Linked DNA regions of Mus musculus: region 1 is linked to region 2. A link is a contact called in public Hi-C data. All regions are on one chromosome and are shown on one strand. Each heading gives the region's core, a stretch centred on a gene start, on an enhancer-like site or on the middle of the called end of the contact. The rest is flanking DNA. Distances are from core to core; before and after follow the strand shown.

Region 1 (2,727 bases), core at 39-2,538, 54 kb before region 2:
ACAAGTATGACCTATGAGGAGGACCAGAGGCCTGAGCAACATGGAATCCTCTCTGACCTCTCCTTCTACAGCAATGCTCACAGAATCACGTAACACTGGAGTCCGTCCAGTATGTGTGTGTGTGTGTGTGTGTGTGTGTGTGTGTGTGTGTGCATGTAGGGGGAGGGGTCTGCTGTTCCCCTGCTAGGTCAGTACAGGGATTAACAAGGCCAAGCAGATCATTAGCAGGATCCTGAGAGACCAAAGCTCTGTTTGGGAGTCTCTGTTTGAGTATATACACATGTGAATACTCATGTGTCTGAGGTTCATATATGCACACAGGCATACCTGGGATGCATGTACACATGTCTGAACAATGTCTAGCATATGAGCATTTTGAAAATGAGTGAAAAACTGTTCATGTACAGGGTTTTGTATATGCTCTGCATATGTATGTGGGCAAACTCATTCACTGTTTCTGCTTTTTTTCCCTCTTCCATTCTGACATTAGCTGTGTGTGATGATGACCCCTAGCTGAACTTCCAGCCTGGACTTTTGGTCTGCTATCCCCTCATTCCCTTAGACACTCAATAGTCAAACAGAGCCTGTTTCTGTCTAGGTGACTGTCTGGGACTTGATGTAATGTTTGGGACTGCGGCTTATCCACTTCCCTCATCCAGACAGGCAGCACTCAGGATTCTTAGAATCTGCAGACCTCTAGAGAAATCTGTTCAGATCTCTAGTGATAAACTGCTCTGCGGAATGCAAGCTGCCCAGAAGTTGAGGAACCTACGTGGCCTCTGGCCACATGGAAGAGTTGTTCTGCCAGCCTTCCCCGGCCAGGAAGAGGCCTCTTCATGTGTGGAATCGTTCTGCTGCCTGGAAAAAGCAATTTGTCACATCGTGGGGAGCATTTCTGGTGGGCTGCTTGGGAGAGTAATGTTGGTTTAGTGAAATACATCCAGGAATAAAATGGAAAAAATGGAGTTGGAAGGAGAAAGGTTTCCCGTGGCTCATTCTGCAGTCTGACTCTATTTTGCTAATGTGTTCATAACTTTATCATTCTTCAGGCAGCACCGTCCTTTTCTTCCTCTCTCCCCTCCATGCTGGGTTCTGGCTTTCTTCTTTGGTTCCCTCTTTGCATCTTTCCCCCTCCTGACTGCCTCCTCTGTGTTTGAACCTCAGGGCCTTTAGGTACTGGATCCTCAATTCCCCAAAGAATAGCTTGGGAAGCAGGCTCAGGGCACCTGTCTCTGTTTTCAGCTCTCACGCCCAGCCTTTGGCAGTAGCCTGGGTATGCTGGCTGGTGCCTGACCTCGGGAGAGAAGCGCATACTCAGGGTGGATCTTCAGCACCTTGGGAAAACTGCAGGATTTCCTCAGCCTCATCTCATCATTTGTGATGCAGGCTAAGTCCTGGTTCAGCAAGTACTCACAGTGGTGTAGGGAAAGAGACTTGTCAGAAGGAACTCAACACTGTAGTGTGAGGTGGAGATTCCCCTGTAGGTTCTGGCAACATGGAGAAGAGGGTGGGCTGGGTGGTACTGCTGCTCCACCCTCTTCTCCTTCAGGGGTGCCTGCTGCCTTCTCTCTGCCTCTCCACATGAAGAGTTCAGGTGTTTGGGGTCTCCTCAAGGTAGAGTTAAGCAGGGATGCTTCAGATAGAGGTGGGTCCTGGGTGTCTCGAGCTAAGGAGTCAAAGGGAGCCCTGGGCACTGACGTGCGACACCTCAGTGTTCACCTCTGGCAAGCACATCTGGCAAGCACATCTGGCAAGCACATCTGGCAAGCACATCTGGCTAACACCCTCAGCTCAGGACAGAAGAGGCTGGTTAGTCTCTGCAGCGCGGCATGGGTTCTCTCACATGCCTGGCCCTTCGGCCTTGGCTCTGCTTGTGGGGATAATGGTGATAATTTACTACCTACTCAAGTCAATTGGACAGAGACAGCAAGGTATGCCCAGGGGCAGACTTTTCCAGGTGCTGGATCCCGATTTTGACTTTTCTATTATAACAGATCTCTTTTAAAGCCCACTTCTACATCATGAGCCTGGAGGATGCACGTATGTGTAGGTAGATGGTGAGGGCTTGCCATAGCTGACATGCTAGACAGCTACAAGGCACTATGCAGTGTCAAAACTAAACTAATTAAACTTTCTTCAGGCCAAACGATGTTAGCAGATGAATCGACTCACATACAGTGGGGGTGGGGAAGGTGGGGCAGTTCAGTGTCCTGTCTCTTTAAGTTACTGAGACCCCTGATCAGGAAGTACACCAAATTCCCAAATGTGGAGCATTATACGCTAGCGGAGAAAACCCTGGGAAGACTTGCATGCAGAAGGCTCTTAAATACCTGTCCCATCTGAGTTGATTTTCTGTAGGAAACGGGTAGAAGGATTCCCTGGAATCTGGAAGATTTAGACTAAAGTGTATGCTCATCTACGAAAGGATTTCTCACGTGCTCCTGCTGTGAGCATTGGCCACCAGGGCCTAGAGTCTTTTAATTTCCCAGCCCCACACAGTGGCTAGACACCAGTCAGCCTTCTGGTGGACCCCTGGTCTTGCGAGCTGACACAGGCCTGAACCCATCCAGCTTCTTTCCATTGCTCAGGCGTGAGAAGGACTATGATCCTGCTGCCCCATTGAGAGCAAAGAGGTTGGGAGATACTAGGGTCTCCCCATACCCAGAGATCTTGCCCTCAGGATAGTCTTACCCAGGAGGCTGGCTGGTCGTGGCAGCGCAGTAGACC
Region 2 (2,725 bases), core at 105-2,604:
TAGAATCAAAGGACAAAACTCAATGTTGAATTTTTCTGCTACATTCACTTCATTTAAAATCACTTGAGGTACCTTGGATTTACCAGCTCATTGCTACACAACCACTAAAATGCAGAGATTCGGAGGTCAAGCAATAGCAACTCACTGATCTGAATTTCAGAACTGATGAGATGATAAATTAAGGTGCTAAAAGCCTGGTATTGCTGACATTCCTGGAACATGGGGAACGATGAAATGTTGGGATGTCTGAAAGGTTAAAGTGATTGGAGTCCCGAGGATTCTCGAGCATCCTTGGGAAGCTTCCCTCAGCTGCCCGTGGGGGCAGAGAAGATATGCTCCAGAAAACTGAAATTTCATCAACAATGACGGATGGATTTCCTTAAACATCCCCTCCCCTCTTGCTGCACACACTAAGCTTAGTTGGCTCCCTCAGCCGGAGGCCTAGATATGTGTGGAAACCTTAAGCTCCACAGGGATACAGTTCTCAGAGCAGAGAAGCAAATGCAAGAAATAAGGCTCAAGCCCTTCTTTTTCTTTCTTAAGAAAGGTTTTCAAATAAAGGGTAGAGTTCCGGAGAACTACATAAAACCAATGCAACCCATGTAACAAACTTCGGTTCAGGGGTTCTTTTGGCTCTCTTAAGAAGAAGAAGAAGAAGAAGAAGAAGAAGAAGAAGAAGAAGAAGAAGAAGAAGAAGAAGAAGAAATAAAAAAGAGAGTATTTCCAAAAGGAAACTTTCTTAGCCACAGCACTTTCCTTCTGTCACATACTAAACAAACACTCAGACCAGGAGATGGAAAGAGAAATATTTAACCACAGAGTAACAGCAGTTTCTATCGGAAGCAAAGTCAGAGCAGGTGGCCCGGGCAGCGGCCACTCTTCTCGCTGGGTGCTAGGGGTGTTCCCAACTCCAGGAGCACTGCCAGACCAGGACCCAGGTCGTCCCAGGGGCGGGGGTCGAGGAGAACTTCAACCCCACTTCTGGCGAACCCGCAACGGCGGTGGGAATAGGAAAATTCCCCTGAGTCCAGCAGCCCAGGGTTTGGTAAGGCTCAGTAGGAAGCATTCTGCTCTGGATTGTCTCCCCTGGCCCCACGCTCCGCCCGCTCGTGCTGGGACTCGGAGGTGAGCCCCGCGGTCCACTGCAGGATGCGCCTCTTCGGGAAGTGGGCGCGGGTTCACTCACCCGCACCAGCAACCAGCAGTAGCAGGTCAGCACCACCGACGCCCTCATCTTGGGCTCAGCGTGCTGCCTCGGTCCTTGGCGCCTCAGCAGCACGGTCCCCTGCTCCGGGCCTCCCAGCGCGGATTTCCTCAGTCTCGCGCCTATCGCCCTCTCCGCCTTCCAGGCTGCAAGTCCCGGCCCCGCCCCTCGGCCCAGTCCCCGCCTCGCGCCCCTTTCTCCTTTTTGCGGAGTCTCTCTCTGGCACTCCGGTCCACCAGATCTCTGTCCAAACGTCCCTCCTTCCACCCCTACTTCCCTCTGAAGTGCAAGACCCTGGGCCTCACCCCGACCCCCTCCTGGCCTGGGTACTTCCCTTGTCAGCCCTGCTCTCTCGCGCTCCTTCCTCCCAGGCTCCCTCTGCTAACCGAGCTGTACTGCCTCCCTCCTCTGCGACCCCACTGTGGGCTGCCGTGTTCAAGCCTTTGGAGAGCTGGTGGCTCAAGTAAGCAGATGCTCACCCACAGAGGGCATTGCCCAATTCCAGGTAAGGGAACTTGAGCGCTGAGGTAGCATCTGGCACCAACTCCCTGTGCAAATGCGAAGCCTGTGTGCAGCACAAGGAAAAAGTGCAGAAAGTGGCTGGACGACCATGGTTAGGTCTGCACTGGTGTGAGCAGAGAGAAAAGAGAAAGCTCTTGCATGGCTCCCCTTGAGAGCCTAAGGCCAAGTTGAACAGAAAGCAGAGACTTCATCAACGCAAAAGTGGGTCTGCTCATCGGCACCCCAAACCCTCAGGTGACACGTGTGTGGCTCATTGTACACTAGGCTTGTGGAGACACTGCCACTGTTCAGCTATGGTTTGGCTGTCTGTCGACAGACCAGTCTAGGGAAGAGCAGAAAGCTACCAGCAGACAATAGTACTCCATTAAGTAAAGCAGGCAAGTTTTAAACTTCTTATTCAGATATAATTTCAAGCCCAAAGTCAGAAGTCTGAAATAGTACAAAATGTATCCTTCACACTTTGGGGTGTCTATCTGCCCATTATTTTTCTCCCCACTGAGTTCATCATGTGCTCCATGACATCAGAGCCCCGTGTACCCTTGGACCTAGGTTTCTATCTGTTTTCTGTCACCCTTCCACTATCTGTGCATCTGCCTGTGTTTGTCCATCAGGGGATTTTATGGAGGAGAAGGTCTGGGCACTAGGTCTGCAGCTTGGGGCCAGGAAGCTTGGGCTCTGGCTTTGTCCACAACCCCTGTCCGCTGTTTCAGCCAGTGAACCTGATCCACCTGCACATTTGTAAATCACAACATCGACCCCTGCCATTGCTCCATCCCAGAGGGTTACAATTAGAATTAGGAGAGCTGATACACCTGAATTGTTGTGAGGGATGCATTCTAAAGTCACGTCCGGATGTTATTGGTCAAAACTGGGTGAGACGCCAGGGTTCCAACCACAGCAATGGCATATATGATGAGATGAAGTGATAGTCCTGACAAGGATGAGATACAGGCACGGGGAGACAAGAGGGACTTGTTTTCCTGGGGGTATCCTGGAGGA

The links. A called contact is a pair of places that touch in the nucleus more often than the background predicts.
Region 1: a Hi-C map of muscle stem cells shows a contact between it and region 2, with 1.8 times the contacts expected there. The contact joins the enhancer-like site here to the promoter of Vipr2 in region 2. A contact is called at or near these places in 3 of 39 promoter capture datasets (the C10 cell line, embryonic stem cells and trophoblast stem cells), 1 of 15 datasets of contacts at CTCF or cohesin (pro-B cells), 16 of 484 Hi-C or Micro-C datasets (the Ba/F3 cell line, the C10 cell line, the C2C12 cell line and 10 more), 2 of 115 datasets of contacts at active chromatin or transcription factors (embryonic stem cells and memory CD8 T cells) and 4 of 9 other capture datasets (adipose tissue, liver, macrophages and 1 more).

What each region holds. Positions count from the first base shown.
Region 1 is chr12:116,130,207-116,132,933 of GRCm38.p6, reverse strand. Vipr2 (vasoactive intestinal peptide receptor 2) reads right to left here. Exons shown (of 13, transcript NM_009511.2): 6 at 2,692-2,727. Among named protein-coding and RNA genes, the nearest start is that of Gm20658, 20 kb to the right of the region's middle. Within about 2 kb of position 1,288, at least 4 of the 459 cell types and tissues checked have an H3K27ac peak or open chromatin away from gene starts, as enhancers often do. A contact at or near this core is called in muscle stem cells, where this site is marked.
Region 2 is chr12:116,076,355-116,079,079 of GRCm38.p6, reverse strand. It overlaps Vipr2 (vasoactive intestinal peptide receptor 2), which reads right to left and starts at 1,354. Exons shown (of 13, transcript NM_009511.2): 1 at 1,187-1,354. The coding sequence starts at 1,234. Gm46383 (a long non-coding RNA gene) reads left to right here and starts at 849. Exons shown (of 3, transcript XR_001780734.2): 1 at 849-1,045; 2 at 1,576-1,709.